Linked DNA regions of Mus musculus: region 1 is linked to region 2. Evidence: chromatin contacts called from public ChIA-PET data. All regions are on one chromosome and are shown on one strand. The core of a region is the stretch at or near the end of the contact, and the rest is flanking DNA. Distances in the headings are between cores, read along the strand shown. Region 1 overlaps Sipa1l1 (signal-induced proliferation-associated 1 like 1). Region 2 has its middle 96 kb from the start of Gm30799.

Evidence for each region. ChIA-PET counts read pairs in DNA pulled down with a chosen protein or histone mark.
Region 1: an RNA polymerase II ChIA-PET map of memory CD8 T cells shows a contact between it and region 2, with 857 read pairs. The contact joins two enhancer-like sites. A contact is called at or near these places in 11 of 39 promoter capture datasets (the 3T3-L1 cell line, 3T3-L1-derived adipocytes, the C10 cell line and 5 more), 1 of 15 datasets of contacts at CTCF or cohesin (pro-B cells), 12 of 484 Hi-C or Micro-C datasets (CD4 T cells, CD8 T cells, the G1E-ER4 cell line and 7 more), 22 of 115 datasets of contacts at active chromatin or transcription factors (CD8 T cells, the NIH/3T3 cell line, the SCID.adh cell line and 16 more) and 3 of 9 other capture datasets (adipose tissue, liver and pancreatic islet).

Annotation. Positions count from the first base shown.
Region 1 is chr12:82,348,209-82,351,928 of GRCm38.p6, reverse strand. All of the region lies in intron 2 of Sipa1l1 (signal-induced proliferation-associated 1 like 1), which reads right to left. Among named protein-coding and RNA genes, the nearest start is that of Sipa1l1, 39 kb to the right of the region's middle. Within about 2 kb of position 1,643, at least 51 of the 459 cell types and tissues checked have an H3K27ac peak or open chromatin away from gene starts, as enhancers often do. A contact at or near this core is called in memory CD8 T cells and regulatory T cells, where this site is marked.
Region 2 is chr12:82,163,337-82,167,110 of GRCm38.p6, reverse strand. No RefSeq gene overlaps it. Among named protein-coding and RNA genes, the nearest start is that of Gm30799, 96 kb to the right of the region's middle. Within about 2 kb of position 1,325, at least 10 of the 459 cell types and tissues checked have an H3K27ac peak or open chromatin away from gene starts, as enhancers often do. A contact at or near this core is called in memory CD8 T cells and regulatory T cells, where this site is marked.

The DNA.
Region 1 (3,720 bases), core at 394-2,893, 180 kb before region 2:
AAAGAAAACAACAACACAATGAAACCCTTGGTAGAGGGCTTCCTCACACTGGGACCAGAAGTGTGGATTGACAGCAAGCATTGCAGGAACCAGCATGGCAACACATGTCAAAGCCACAAACACAGTAACTCTAATCTTAGAGTTCCCCAAACTGACTCCACAGAAAAACAGCTGAAACTCCCCCATTTCCTTAGAAAAGACAGTAAGTGACATGGTGGGGGTAGAGCTGCAAACACCAGCAGTGAGTGGTCCTACTAGGAGACAAGGGCTCAGGCCACTGTACAAGCCCAAATCGCAATCAGCTCACCCTTTCTCACACTCCACACTTGCTATCTCACGAAGCAGAGCGCCTGGTGGGTTCCTAGCCAGGCCACTGTTAGGACAGCTTACCCTATCAACTCTAACTTCTAATATTTCCATTCGCCAGAGAATCTGAGCGAATCTCGGAAGGAGCCTGAGCAAAGCACGGGTTTCCTGAAGCCGTTCACTCCTGTTCTATCTGTCCCTGTGTATTGCATTCTTTCAATGGTATCAGTGTTGGAGAAGACAACGCAAGAAGAACTGACGACTGTAAACAACAGCAACAGAAATGAGGTGGGAAACAGCTGCTTTTAAAATAAAAATTAAGTTGGCAGGATAGGAGGTTTTTTAAAAGCCATCTGTTTAAAGAAACTTCTGGAGAAGCATGCCGCATAGAATTCCTGTCTCATCCCCAAAGAGCTTATTCTAATTGTAAAGGTTGACCTTTCATGGAAACCCAGGACCGGGTACCTCAGTTAAAAGGGCAGGGAACCAATGGGGACATGCGTGCAGGGCTGGCCACATGCCAGGGTTCTGTCCCAAAGACTGCACTGAGGCTGTGATTTCTGTTGTGCAAGAGTGAGCACCACAGCTATAAAGCACTCAGCACTCGGAGGGTCCAAGTCATCTCGACAGGCAACTCTTGAAAATGGGGCAGTAGGCATGGTGGGCTACGCCATAGTCCTGGGGACATGGGGCTGGAGAATCACTAGTTAGTTGGGTTAGATAATGAAACCCTGACTGGAAAGAGAGAGAAAGGAGAGGGAGGAAGAGAGGGAGGGAGGTTGGCTTGAGAGGTGGGGAAAAAAAAGCTGAATCAAGGTTTGCCACTTAAAACATTTTCAAGGAGTGGAGAGAAATCTTACAGGAAGGAGTGATTGCCTAGCAATGTCGAGTCTTTGGGTTCAATCCCTAGAACTGCAAAACTCAATCCATCAATCAATCAAACAACCAAACAACCAAAAGCAAACGGCATTTGCTTAAGCACACCCCAACAGTCGCCTTACCTGCCAACAAAAAACAAATTTTATTATTAAGTTATGTTAACCTTAATAAACTCCATCAAATTATAACAGAAAAAATATAAAACTATCTAATAAAGGGGAAACGAGTTACAGAATTATGAGGTTTTTATTGGCAAATGTCTAATTATTATCTTTCAAAAACTATATTCCAATACACGTTAAAAAGTTGAAAGTAGCTAAGGCAATGCTAGAATTCAGCCTTAGCAAATCCATCCACACGCGTATGTGAGTTCACAATAGTGAAAATCAGACACAGTGAGGGGTTCCTGTTTGTACAGAGATCAATTGGTGGTTGGTTCATTCTCACAAAACCACTATAACCACACAGCTACTTGAGGTCTCATTTCCTGGAGAGAGAAGAAAAGGAACCTCACTCATTACTGGGTATCTGCAGAATAATAGCACAAAGCCACACACACACACACACACACACACACACACACACACACACACACACACACGCGCGCGCGCGCGCGGGGGGGGGGGGGCTCTCAGCCATCATACCCAATGCTACATAGAATACCCAAGTCCCTCATCTCAAAATACACATTGGTATCAAACACTCCCTTATAAGACATTCTACAAGCAATCTAACTTGTGGTCCTGGTTGCTGAGGTGTGTTTTGATTGCTGTGGCAAAATATAACCCTATAGTGTCCCATAGAAACAAGGGCATCATGGTGACTGAATGAGTTCTGTGAGGGCCTGAGCTTGGAAGATGGCAAGGCTTGGAGGACAGGCAAGGCTCCTTCATGGACAGGACAAGATGAAAGGCTAACAGTGCTCAAGGGGACAGGGAAGCAAACACTGCTGTATGCACTGTGGAGGGAGGAGGGAGGAGGGAGGAGGGAGGAGGAAGGAGGAAGGAGGTACTCCCAAGGTACAAGTCAGGCCTTCTCCTGCCTCCCCTGCTCATTGCCCTTTCACCCCACAGTGACAACTTTCCCAGTGCTAGCTCTGTCTGTGTTAGGGGAGGCCACACTGGAGCAAGAGCCCCTCAGAGCTGCTCGGAAGAACTCAGGTCACACTTGCACTTGTGTTGAAAACAGGATCAGACAACCAGAAAAACCACAAAGAACAAAACAGAAGAAAAGTAGAATACGCAACTCCAGAGACACAGATAACTTGAAGAAAGCTCAGGAAAAAAAAAATCTAAAAATAATACCACTAAAGTGGGGAGAAGAGCAAACACAAGACAGTGATGAGGGAACACTATCAGGAGAAACACAGGAAAACAAAAATACAACTGCCCAAAAAAACAAACTCAGTGAAAGGGCTGTTTAAGTAGAACTGCCACACTGCTCCAAGCTCAGAACACAGAACTGAGTAACAGGTCACCATTCAAATAGCTCCACAGAGAAAGCTGAGTACAGTGGCCTGGGCCTGCAACTCCTTCTGTGGGGACCAAGACAGGAGAGTCACTGGGACTTGCTGGCCAGCCAATCCAGCCAATGGTGGATATCAGGTTAGTAAGAAGCCTGAAGAGATACAGCAAATGTAATGGAGCAGGATGCCTACGTCCTCCTCTGACATCTGCATAAGCATCCATAGCTACATCATTTGTGCACACACCACACATTCACCACACAGCTTCAACAAAATAACATTTTAAAATGCAAATCCAAGCATTCAACTATCAACTCAAAAGAAGTTCCAGGAAGAAGAGGCAAAGGAATTAAAGATTACAAGTTTTAATCATAAATATCAACATTTAAAGATTTCTCATTTATCATAATAACAATAACTAGATTCTATAGCTAGCAAGAGGGCAGAAGTCTACTCTGTGTGCCTCTACCCTGCTTGCTACCCTCCCATGCCACAGAGACACCGCCTGGTGGAGCAGTGACCCCTTTCCCAGTCCTGACCCTCAGCCTGTCTGTGTTAAGGGAGTCCCTCAGAACCAAATGGGAAGAACTCACAAAATAGGTACGAAAGATTATCTGAACTAAGTACGTACACAAATGAACACATGGTTATTTCTATATTTAAAACCAGTACAAAAGTGTTAGCAGTAGTTCTGGGACTAGAAAATACACTTTAGTGTCTGTATTGCCATACTATTTCCTGTAACAAGCTAACCTATTTATGCTTGGGGAGGGGGAGATGTGTTTTTGTTTTTGAAGCATGGTCTCTTTATGTAGCCCTGGCTGTCATGAAACTCATTATGTAAACAGGCCAGCCGGGAATTAGAGCTTGCCACTGCCTCTAAATGCTGAATTAAAGGTGTGCACCTCCACAACCAGTTCCATTTATGGTTTCGTCTGAATCTTTTTGTTTCAAGTCGGCTCTTCTCCTGGCTAGAACGAAGGCTCGGCACGCCTCTATTTGCAGCAGCCACTGATACACAACACTGAGTGTCCTGTAGGAAGAACTTGCAGTTGGTTCAGTTACCTGAG
Region 2 (3,774 bases), core at 76-2,575:
ACCTGTTCTCACCTCCAATCCTGTAGATTCTGGGAACTGAACTCCAATCCTCAGGTCCCTTTACCCACCAAGTCATCTCATGTCACCATCAGCCCATGCATCTATTTACGGATCAGACCTTCCTAACACCCCTGGATATTATAAATCAGTTCTTACTCAGTAATGTAACAGTTTGGCCCTTAAACAATGGCTGACCAACACTGCACTATTCTGAAGGCCACCTGTTTTACGAATCCCAAAGAGCTCTTTGAAACGGTCCACCCAAGTGTTAGCCAAATCTATTAACTTTTTTCAGCACTTTTTATGAGGCCCTGATGAAGGACGCCGGATTCCAAAATCCAGTGTTGGTTAAAAGTGACGAGTTTGTTACTTCAGCTCCATGTAGTTTAACTCTGCCCTAACGTGGGATTCCTTATTCTCCCAGCTACAGAACAGTACTCGTTATACATCTGAAACAGCAATTGCTTTATAATCAATTAGCTTCCTGTGTTAAATTACAGAGGAGCCACCATGCTTCCCTCTCCACTCTATAAAGACAAATGTCACGAGGTCCCCTTCACCAAACCACTGCGCGTTACTGAAAGCGCCCCTGCTCCTTTCATCTGTGAAACAAAGAGGACAGGAAAAAAAGAAGCTGAACACACCCCCTTCCTGGACACTCCGCCTGTCTGCGTGTGCCTGCACACTCTATCTGATTTACCCTGCCGGGACACAGGCTCTCTGCTTTGCTTTCTGCCACTGACAGCAACCTCTCAGATCTTAGCTGAGATTAACTTCCTGCTCTGTGTCCTACCCTGATCCTCTCCAACTGAGGGACATCGACTCTGTAACTGTACGTTACTGGCGTAGAGCAGAGAAGTTTCCCTCTCTAGTGAACCATCTCTCTTTTGCACATGCGTATGAACGGGATGCTTTCATTCGCTGTGTATAGAGTTCAGAGGACACACTTGGGATCAGTCCCCACCTTCTTTTGACCGGGTTTAAAGCAAGGTCTCTCTCTTTGTCATTTATGGCTGAGCTACACCCTCCAGGCTGCCCTGCCCTGGAGCTTCCAGGATCCTCCCATCTCTGCCTCCCATAGGAGCACCTGGATTGCAGATAAACACTACCGTATAGGTTCTTGGGATCGGAACTACAGAGAGCACCTCACCCACTGAGCCATTCCCCGGCTCCTGAAGCTTTTTCTTCCATGGACTTATAGGCATTCTGTAATATGCACTGTGATGGTTCAAATATGTTTGGCCCAGGGAGTGACACTATTAAGAGGTGTGGCCTTGTTAGAGGAAGTATGTGACTGTGAGAGTGAGAGAGCCCCCCTCCTAGCTACCTGGAAGACAGCAGTCTTCCTGTTTGCCTTCAGAACAAGATGCAGAACTCTCAGCTCCCCCTCTTGCACCGTGCCTGCCCAGATGCTGCCATGTTTCCTGCCTTGATGATGAAGGACTGGACCTCTGAACCTGTAAGCTAACCCCAATTAAATGTTGTCCTTTCTAAGAGTCGCCTTGGTCATGGTGTCTCTTCACAACAATGGAAACCCTAGCTAAGACATGTACCATGGTAAAAGTAAGGCATTTTCTACATTCCACATCTGCCCTTGCTTCATTTCAAATCTAGAGTCTTTGGGGAGAGCGTGTTGAGGCCCTGCTGTCTTCCCTCCCTTCCCTTCCATTCTCCTGCAGCCACTGGGAGCAGCCTCTCACTGGCTACTCCGTGGGAACTGGTATCCTCAAAAACAGCAATGAAATCTCATCCTAAACTCTGTGTGTCCTCACCTGGCTGGACCTCTTGGCAGCAGGGACGAAGCCAAGCAGACTCACCTTTGGAAACTCTTTCTGCTCCTTACCTCTGATGAAGAGTCAGTCCTACCATTCAGCCTTTTAGTCTCACACCTCCATGGACATCTGTCTTCCCCTCATGCCATCCTCTCTCACCTCATGGTGACCTTACCACGCTGGTGATGACTTTCAAGACCTTAGCAGTCTGGTGACTATGGCAAACTGACCGCTACCCATTTTACACATCCAGGCCAGTCATCACATCCCACAAACTCCAGACTGTCCATCCATATCCTTACTCAGCACCCCAATATGCAAACATCTCACATCTAAAACTAGAATGCTCAAGGTATCCTCCACCCCAAAACCAGTGTGCTATGATCTCCTCCACTTCAGTGAATGCTGCCCTCCCAGAGTTCCAGAAACCCAGAGGAAACTTCTTAATGCCATTCTTAACTTCTCTGTTTTCTCACAGCACACATCCAAACCATGAATCCATACTGTTGGCCCTTCCTTCAGAACGTGTCCACCCGTGGTAACTCTTCCTCTCTGCTTCAAGCCATTCCCCACCCGATTGTCACAATGGTGCCCCCTCTTAGTCTCCATGTAGTCTACCTACTCTGCACTCTGCCACTAATATCTAATCTGCATGTTTGATGTAGCGTGTGGAGCTTACATAAGTCAGATCATCTCACCTTGCTGCTCAGAGACTTCCCAGAGATTCTCATGAAACTTGAAGAAAATAATAATATTAAAACACAAGTTCCCGTTTCAATCTAAAAAATTATATTGAGTTGCCATTCAGTACACCAGAGGGCCTGTGGCCAGGACCTACCTACCCACCACCCTTATTCCCCTGTCACAAACACACAAACTCTTAGTCCTGTAGTAAACATGGCATGGAATTTGCATATAACCTGCACATATCCTCCAGAATACGTTAAATTATTATTATCCTCTTCATATTACCTACAATACATAACAGTGTCATACAGAATTGTTCAGGAAATAGTGACTCCCCTCACACACCAAAGTCTGTATATGGCTAAGACACTGGTTAGTTTTTTCTCATTTTAATTTCTTTTCAATTAATTATTTTTTCACTTTACATCCTGATCACAGTCCCCTTCTTTCCTCAGTTCCCCAAGCACTAGTTAGGTGTGTGTGTGTGTGTGTGTGTGTGTGTGTGTGTGTGTGTCGTGTGTGTGTGTGTGGTGTGTGTGTGTGTGTGTGTGTGGTGTGTGTGTGTGTGTGTGTGGTGTGTGTGTGTGTGTGTGTGTGTGGTGTGTGTGTGTGTGTGTGGTGTGTGTGTGTGTGTGTGTGTGTGTGTGTGGTGTGTGTGTGTGTGTGTGGTGTGTGTGTGTGTGTGTGTGTGTGTGTGTGGTGTGTGTGTGTGTGTGTGGTGTATGTATGTGTGTGTGTGGTGTGTATGTGTGTGTGTGTGGTGTGTGTGTGTGTGTGGTGTGTGTGTGTGTGTGTGTGTGTGGTGTGTGTGTGTGTGTGTGTGGTGTGTGTGTGGTGTGTGTGTGTGTGTGTGTGTGTGGTGTGTGTGTGTGTGTGTGTGTGTGTGTGTGGTGTGTGTGTGTGTGGTGTGTGTGTGTGTGTGTGTGTGTGTGTGGTGTGTGTGTGTGTGTGGTGTGTGTGTGTGTGGTGTGTGTGTGTGTGTGTGTGTGTGTGTGTGTGTGTGTGTGTGTGGTGTGTGTGTGTGTGTGTGCAAGTATATCTTTCATCCATGGTTGTTTGAATCTATGAGGATGTAGAACCAACAAGCATAGAAGGTGAACTCTGTTCTCCAACCTCCTCCTTTGCAGCCGCAGTGATAACCCCCCTGTCCTTAAATACATTAACCAGGTACTCTCCTGCCTCAGGCCTCACATCTGCTAAGCCCTCTTCCAGGAGCACTCTTTCCCCAAGCACTGTTTGGCTCAGTCCCTGAGCTCCCTTAGTCTGTACAAAGGTGACTAGGTTGATCATCTGCCTGTTCACTCGCAGGAGCCCC